Linked DNA regions of Mus musculus: region 2 is linked to region 1. A link is a contact called in public HiChIP or PLAC-seq data. All regions are on one chromosome and are shown on one strand. The core of a region is the stretch at or near the end of the contact, and the rest is flanking DNA. Distances in the headings are between cores, read along the strand shown.

Region 1 (3,618 bases), core at 353-2,852:
GAATTACAGATTTCCCTATGTGCATGCTGCAGAGCTGTGTGTGTGCATGCATCTGTGTATGTATGTATGTATGTATGTATGTATGTATGTGTGTGTGTGAGCATGTGTGCTTGTGTGTACATGCGTGTATGTGCTGCAGAGCTGTGTGTGTGTGTGCACGTGCACATGTGTATGTGTGAGCATGTGTGCATGTGTATACACGCATGTGTGTGCTGCAGAGCTTTATGAAGATCAGAAGACAACTTGCAGAAGGCTGTTCTCTTACCACGTGAGTCCCAGAAGTGGTGCGCCAGTTGACAGGCTTGGTGGTGTTCGGGTTCCCTCAAACCTTGACCTTTTACACTTTGAAAATCTTCTTTCCCATGAAATCCCAGGATCCTCCACAGAAAGCTCACTCCTCCCCTTCCCATCAGCCTTCCCATGTCTGCCAGTGCCTGCAAATCTCAGTGCTAGTCAATAGCTATGATTCACAGTGCTGCCAAGCACAAGGGCATTTATCAGTCTGCAGAGTTAATCAGTGCTATTCGATCCTTCGCTTAGGGAGCAAAGTTAGAGTTAGAAAACCTAGAGGGAACCAGGAGGTCTCAGGAGCAGCTGGATCTAGAAACAAACGGAGGTGAGCACAGGAGTTCAGGCTCCTGGTGCTCTGCGCTTTCTCGGGAGCTGCCTTATTTCAGAGAGCATCTTCCTGACATGCAGGCACAGATGGGCTCCTGGCTCAGAGAGCGCGAGGCTGCAGGGGGTAGGCAGTGAGAGCTGCGGAATATTAATTGGATAAGGACACGTAGAATCAATACTGATATAAGAAAGTAAATAGAACTTTGATTTATGCAATTATTATTTTTTCAGAATCTATTTGCAGCCTAATTGCCTGTGACACTAAGGCTGGAATACAAAGTACCAGCCCCACATCTGTGACCTTTGCATTGAGTGCTGTTGTCGTCACTGTTGTCTTCCTCTCCTCCTTCTCCTTCTTCTTCTCTCTCTCCCCGCTTCTCCCTATCCCTTGTATGTGTAATAAACTTTCTCATTCTGTGTAAAAATTCTCCCAACACCATGTGTGCCCTGTAACCCAGCTCAGACGGTCAGGTTTGGCAGCAAGTGGTTTACCCTTTGAGCTATCTCCCTACTTTTGATGACTCTAGTTTGAGCTGTACATCTGGCTCACCCCACTGGGAATCAGCATGTAAGAGGGGCAGCCATCAGAGTCCCTTGTCTTTGTGTGTCCTGACTTGATCAGCTCATTGGCTGACTACATGTAAAATGGAGTCAAGTGTTTATGCTCTGTGTTATTGGGGACATGGTACAATGTACTTGTATTCCTGATAAAGTGCCAAACTACAGCTGAGTTGAAATGACTACTCCTTCTTCCTCCCTCTCTCCCCCTTCTTTCTTCTTTCCGTCCCTTGTTCATAACCTCTCTTTCCCTTCCTTCCTCTGGGTGACTTTTCTTTGATTCTATGTCCCTCAGACATCCTCACTGGCTCCGCATCCTTCCCAGTTCCCATTTTTGAACTATGCCCGCTTTGAGTGTCTGCAGAGTGGCTTCTGCAGTCGCTGTTCTAGGGGCTGTCCGGAGCTTTCCTTCGTGCAAACCACAGCAGCTGCAGTTGGTGACGCAGACACACAGGAAGCCACGCTGCCACTTCCTCTGCTCCCTTTCCTCTTTGTCTCCATTCTCTGACGATTCTTGCAACTTTTTTACAGGAAATGCAACCAGGAAAACAGACTGAATATAAAAAAGTATTTCCAGCAAAAGGTCTCACCTCCAAAAACCATAAAGTTTGAGGCGGCCTTAGAGACCATGTTAGCAAGCCAATTAGTTTGAAACTGAAGGAGAAAGAATGTGAAAGAAGAAAAATAATCTCAGTTGGTATTTCCTCTGTATCTTCCTTCAATTCATTGTTACCTTTTTTTTTTTTTTTTTCTTTTTAGCTTTTTGAGACAGGGTTTCTCTGTATAGCCCTAGCTGTCCTGGAACTCACTTTGTAGACCAGGCTGGCCTCCAACTCAGAAATCTGCCTGCCTCTGCCTCCCAAGTGCTGGGTTTAAGGGCGTGCACCACCACCGCCCGGCCATTGTTACCTTTTGATGTAAATACTGTTACTCAGTATGGGAGGTTCGGAGACCGAGGGCCAGCGATGTCATCATCCTGTGCCATGTGCCAGTGCTCACTCAGAAGCCATGCTCGACCTACTGCTACAGTGAGGTTTCTTTCCTTGTAATAAGAGAGCTGGGTAGAGGCAACCCAGCACTCCCACTAGAGAAGGCTTCTGAGGAAGAGCTTTAGGAATTGGAATGAAATCTGAGATTGCATGGAGGAGTTAACTCCCAGGTAATAGGCTGGATTCTCCTTTACGCAGGCTTTCCTCTTTAATGGTCTGATTTGGTGAAATGAACTCCACATATGATTAAGGAACACTACTTTGTCTACCTTCCTCTTCAAAATACAAAACAGAGACGAAACCTTTTGCAAGGGGCCCAGTGAGATGCTGGCAACCAGGACAATGCAAGATGCCTTCTAATGGAAAAATGGGAAAGCCCTTCTGCATTCTGAGGTGTGTGTTACTTCTCATGGTTATGTCTCTGTTTCTCTTTCTTCCTTTCTTCCTTTCTTCCTTTCTTCCTTTCTTCCTTTCTTCCTTCCTTTCTTTCTTTCTTTCTTTCTTTCTTTCTTTCTTTCTTTCTTTCTTTCTTTCTTTCTTTCTTCCTTCCTTCCTTCCTTCCTTCCTTCCTTCCTTCCTTCCTTCCTTCCTTCCTTTCTTTCTTTCTTTCTTTCTTTCTTTCTTTCTTTCTTTCTTTCTTTCTTTCTTTCTTTCTCTTTCTTATTTCCTTATGAGGGAAGCGTGTCACATGTTCCAGGCCAGGGAGCAGGAAGCTGCCCACCTTCTCAGGTGTGTACCCTGAGTTTCTGGGGACTTGGACCTGCTCTACCTACCAAGCTTCCTGGCATGGTCCACCATCCCACACTCTCTCCTCTCCTCCTCCTCCATTCCCTCCTCCCTGTCCTCTCTCTCCTCCTTCCTTCTCTCCTCCCTGTCCTCTCTTCTCTACTACTTCCTTCTCCCTGTCCTCTCTCCTCTCCTCCTCATCCATTCCCTTCTCCCTGTCCTTTCTCCCACTTCCTCCTCTCCGGCTCCTCCCATCCCTTTGAAAGCTCACTCTGCCCTCCAGAATCTCACACCTTTCTATCAACAGTTTTCTGCATTCTCCTGTATCTCAGTATTTTCCCTTTGAATCTACTTTTCAACTTCTTCCTGTTTCCAGTTACAGTTTCCTTTTACAGACCTGTTACTAGGCACTCCTGGACCTTTCCATCAGTGAGATCTCCTCCTTACCTTGCTAACATCACCATCCCCACCACCGTGCTGGGAGAAAACAGCACCTCTGTTAAGGATTTTGAAACACACTTTCAAAGGCTAAGGTTCACGCTACTCATTGTAAAAGGTATTAAAAGAGACTTTTGAGAAACTGGCTTGGTAGCTTCTTAGGAGTTTGGATTTTGGAGTCAGCTTGTTTTGAATACAAATGTAGGCTTTTTGCTTTCAGTCATGAGTTCTCTAATTGTTGAATTGCCTTGGTTGATCTTCAGTTTCCTCCTCAGTGGATAAGGAAGAC
Region 2 (3,866 bases), core at 651-3,150, 170 kb before region 1:
TACACATAAAATAAAATAAAACAAAACAATTGTGGGGTGCCAGACTGAAGTCATTTGAGTACTGCATTCTGTCTGCAAAATCATGTGTTATCAACATTGTTTATTTTGATCCTAGGAGAACACAGTTCAGCAGGATTTGGGGACAGGGATTTTCTGAATTCTCATGAGCCCCAGACTTCTCAAAACCACTTCATGGAGCTGTGTTGAGATGTTTTGGGTCAGGTGGTCTGCCTGGGAACTTTCTTGAAGAATACAAAATACACTTAAGTAGAAAATGACTCTAATTAGCTATGTATCTATTGCTGTGGTTTGAATGTGAGCGGCTCCCGCACACATATGTGTGAATGCAATCACGGGTGAGCTGACATGGTGTGAAGATCAACGCCACTACAGATCTGGTTATTGGAAAAAAAATTTTAAGGCAGTTCAGGACTGGGGAGACCACTCGGTAGGTCTCAGTCCTGCCCCCAGAACCTAAACTTAAAAACTGGACATGATGTCACCTGTGCTGTGCCAGCACTGTTGAGGGGAAGGGAGAATCTGTGCGGGTCACCAGCCAGCCAGCGGAACCTTGGTAACCTTAGTGAGTTCCAGGCCAGGGGACTCCTGATCCTTAGGCCTCCATCCCTGAGTTCTGGGCTTACAGGTGTGGAGCATCAGGCCTGACTAATTGTAAGGTGTTCTAAGAGATTTGATCATTGCTGAGAGAGAGAGAGAGAGAGAGAGAGAGAGAGAGAGAGAGAGAGAGAGAGACAGAGAGACAGAGAGACAGAGAGAGAGAGATAGAGAGAGAGAGATTGAGACTCCCTGCCTCAGGCAGAGGATCTAGAGTGTTTTTTTCCCTGAGGACAGGCTTGGCCTTTCCATAACCATTGTTGGTTTGGTTCAAATCTGCTTAATCCACTCAGCCTTCCAGCAGCAGGCTGGGAGCAAAGGGGATTATCTTTATCAACTGTCTCCACTCCCGGCATGACTTTGCGACCCGCTTAGGATTAGCTTGATATATATATATATATATATATATATATATATATGTGTGTGTGTGTATATATATATATATTCTGTTAAGACATAAACAGGAATTAGAAGTGGAAATGAAACAAATGGAAATCCCCAAACCGGACAGAAGTGGGGTGACAACAAATAATGCAGAACTCGGGCAAGGTAATAGGCAGATTGATTTTTATGTTCACAGAGGAATCAAGGCGCAGAGAGCCACGGGCATTGGTGGGAATCAAGGTATAGAGAACCTCGGGCGTTGGCATTTTGGGGGGGGGCGACTTTTGGTGCTGAGACTTCCAGTTTAATTAGCTTGGTTAGTTGGTAATATTTTGTTTTTACCTGGATGGCGATTACCTCTGAGCCCACTCTAGTTCTTCCTTTATTGATTGCCTTAGTATTCTTCTGAGACACTCAAAATCATATCTGCTGGGGACTCTGCAAAAAGATTTTAAATATTAGTAAGAAATGAAAAGTAATTCCATTAAGAAGATGAAGAAATTGGGGACCCAGAGTTGACATCGAGAAGCTTGAGAGCCAGAAGGAAAGTCTTATTTTTGTTTGGTCATTCAAACTGTTCCTCTTGGGCCGGTGAGGTGGTCCAGTGTAAAGGAGCTTGCTGCTGTCAAGCCCGGCCATCTGAATTGCGTGCTGGACCCTCAGGGTGGAAAGAGAACAACTCTAGCAAGCTGCTCTCTGACTTCTTTATGCATGCCATGAGTACACGTGTGCTCATACACATAAATAAATGTCATAAAATTTTTAATACAACATTCCTTTGATTACCGTGATAGGAACTAGGGAATTCCCCCTATGAAGGAAACCCAGGGTCTTATGCTATGGGTCCATGATCGCACTGTAACAGAGAGGGGACTTTGTCACGAATAATGAAGTCTCAGGAGAAATTACAAAAACACGCTGGGAGTCCACGGCTGAGAGTTCTCTAGTTCTAGTCTGCCAAGCGTGACAAGACACATTTGCTTTGTTTGTTAAGAACAATTAAAACTGGGGGTGAGCGGGGACTACATAACATAATGAATTAAACCCTTTCAGAAGAGGATTTCAAACCAGCTCACGAGCAGGCTTTTTCCTGGGAGAAGATAGGTTTGAATTCTGAGCTGAAATCAATACCACCCAGAAACAAATGCACACATGTTTAATTAATCTGCAGGTTTTTTTCTTATTACTGTGATAAATGAAAAGGAGCTATAATTTTTGTAAGAACTTCCTGGTTTAATTTCTAGAAACAATCTCATTACCTGAGAGAGATTATTACTACAGAAGAATGTCCCCAGATGCTCTGAAGTCACAGGACTATGCTAAAAGTCCTCAGACTGGGAAGACAGTTGGCCATACAGGGTAGCCAAGGAAAACCTGAATTCCAACTGTTTGCAAAGCCCTGGCCTTCTTTGTTTGCCTGCTTTTATTTAACTCCTCATTGGATGGGAGCCCGCACCAGGTAGTCAGAACAATTACAAACTATTTCCTCATCGACGGAAGGACGGAAAGCTTCCTGGCAGGGGCCATGAGGTAATTTATACATCACACTTTCAATGCCTATCTGGACTTTTACTTCCACACATGGACACGAGCCAAGAGAAACCGGAATGCAGCTTCAGAGATGGAATGAAACTTTCGGACATGACCGTGAAGGGCTTAAGGGGCAGAGAAAAGCATAGCTTGGGAGAACCAAGAAATACTCATCCTTGTAGCTTCAAAAATAGTCGCTTTTTTTAGGGGCTGGAGAGATGGCTCAGCAGTGGCGAGCATTTACGGAACGTCTAGAGGAGGTGAGTTCAGTTTCCAGCCCCCACATAGAAGCTCATGATTTCCTGTAACTATGACTCCAGGGCTTCCAGGGCCTCCTCTGGAGGTGCCGCACTCACATACACATACCCATGTGTAGGCACACATATATTATTTAACATAATGAAAATAAATTATTTAATTTTTATTGAATTCATTTCATTTATGGTGGGTACGGGGCGGCACACCTACCCTGGTGCAGCCGGGCGTGGTGGCGCACGTCTTTAATCCCAGCACTCCGGAGGCAGAGGCAGGCGGATTTCTGAGTTCAAGGCCAGCCTGGTGTATAAAGTGAGTTCCAGGACAGCCAAGGCTATACAGAGAAACCCTGTCTCGAAAAACCAAAGGGGGAAAAATATCACCTACCCTGGTGCATGTGTGTGGAGGTAAGAGGACAACTTGACAGCCATTTTCTACCACATGGAGACCAACACTCAGACTCTAGCCATCAGGTATGAGATAATGTTCCTGTAACCACTGAACAGCTCCTGGCTCCTGGTCCTTCTATCCTGAACTTTGCTCTTATCCCTAGCTATTGACCCTGATATACTTTTAGGGCAGAACGGGTTGTGTTGGCCTAGCCATAGAGCACAGCACTCAGGGGTCTGCTCTGCAGGAAGCCCTCGGAGTCTGTGTGGGAAGGAGTTTTCCTCTGTGACAGAAGTGAGCTTTTGTCCTGTGAGCTGCTTGCCCCTCCTTTCTGCAGCTGACAGCGGCTCATAAGGGACTGACAGTTCATCTTAGTGTCCATCCAGGCAACGAACAAGAGTGTGACGAGCACGGTGGAGCTGAGGGAGGATCGGCGGTTCCGATAGGATCTGTGTTCTGCTTGCTCACCATCGAGTCCTCTCTCGACCAGCAAGAACGACACGACCACCAGTCCTTCTAACAGCAGTTTATTCAGCAAACTTCCATCTTCATCTCTCTCGCTTCAACTTTTTCTCTCTCTAACACGGGCCTCTCACTCTTATATACTCTCAGCCCTCATCCACTCCCGGCAGGCCACATCACCTCACCAGGCACGCAGCTTCAGCTAATCAGGGCAGCAAGGGCATGTCTCC

The links. HiChIP or PLAC-seq counts read pairs in DNA pulled down with a chosen protein or histone mark.
Region 2: an IKAROS HiChIP or PLAC-seq map of large pre-B cells shows a contact between it and region 1, with 5 times the contacts expected there. The contact joins two enhancer-like sites. A contact is called at or near these places in 1 of 39 promoter capture datasets (the C10 cell line), 1 of 15 datasets of contacts at CTCF or cohesin (CD8 T cells), 9 of 484 Hi-C or Micro-C datasets (CD4 T cells, CD8 T cells, ECoMG myeloid progenitors and 5 more), 8 of 115 datasets of contacts at active chromatin or transcription factors (CD8 T cells, the HPC-7 cell line, double positive thymocytes and 4 more) and 1 of 9 other capture datasets (embryonic stem cells).

Annotation. Positions count from the first base shown.
Region 1 is chr9:116,364,774-116,368,391 of GRCm38.p6, forward strand. No RefSeq gene overlaps it. Among named protein-coding and RNA genes, the nearest start is that of Gm31559, 26 kb to the right of the region's middle. Within about 2 kb of position 1,603, at least 116 of the 459 cell types and tissues checked have an H3K27ac peak or open chromatin away from gene starts, as enhancers often do.
Region 2 is chr9:116,196,796-116,200,661 of GRCm38.p6, forward strand. No RefSeq gene overlaps it. Among named protein-coding and RNA genes, the nearest start is that of Gm4668, 9.5 kb to the left of the region's middle. Within about 2 kb of position 1,901, at least 14 of the 459 cell types and tissues checked have an H3K27ac peak or open chromatin away from gene starts, as enhancers often do.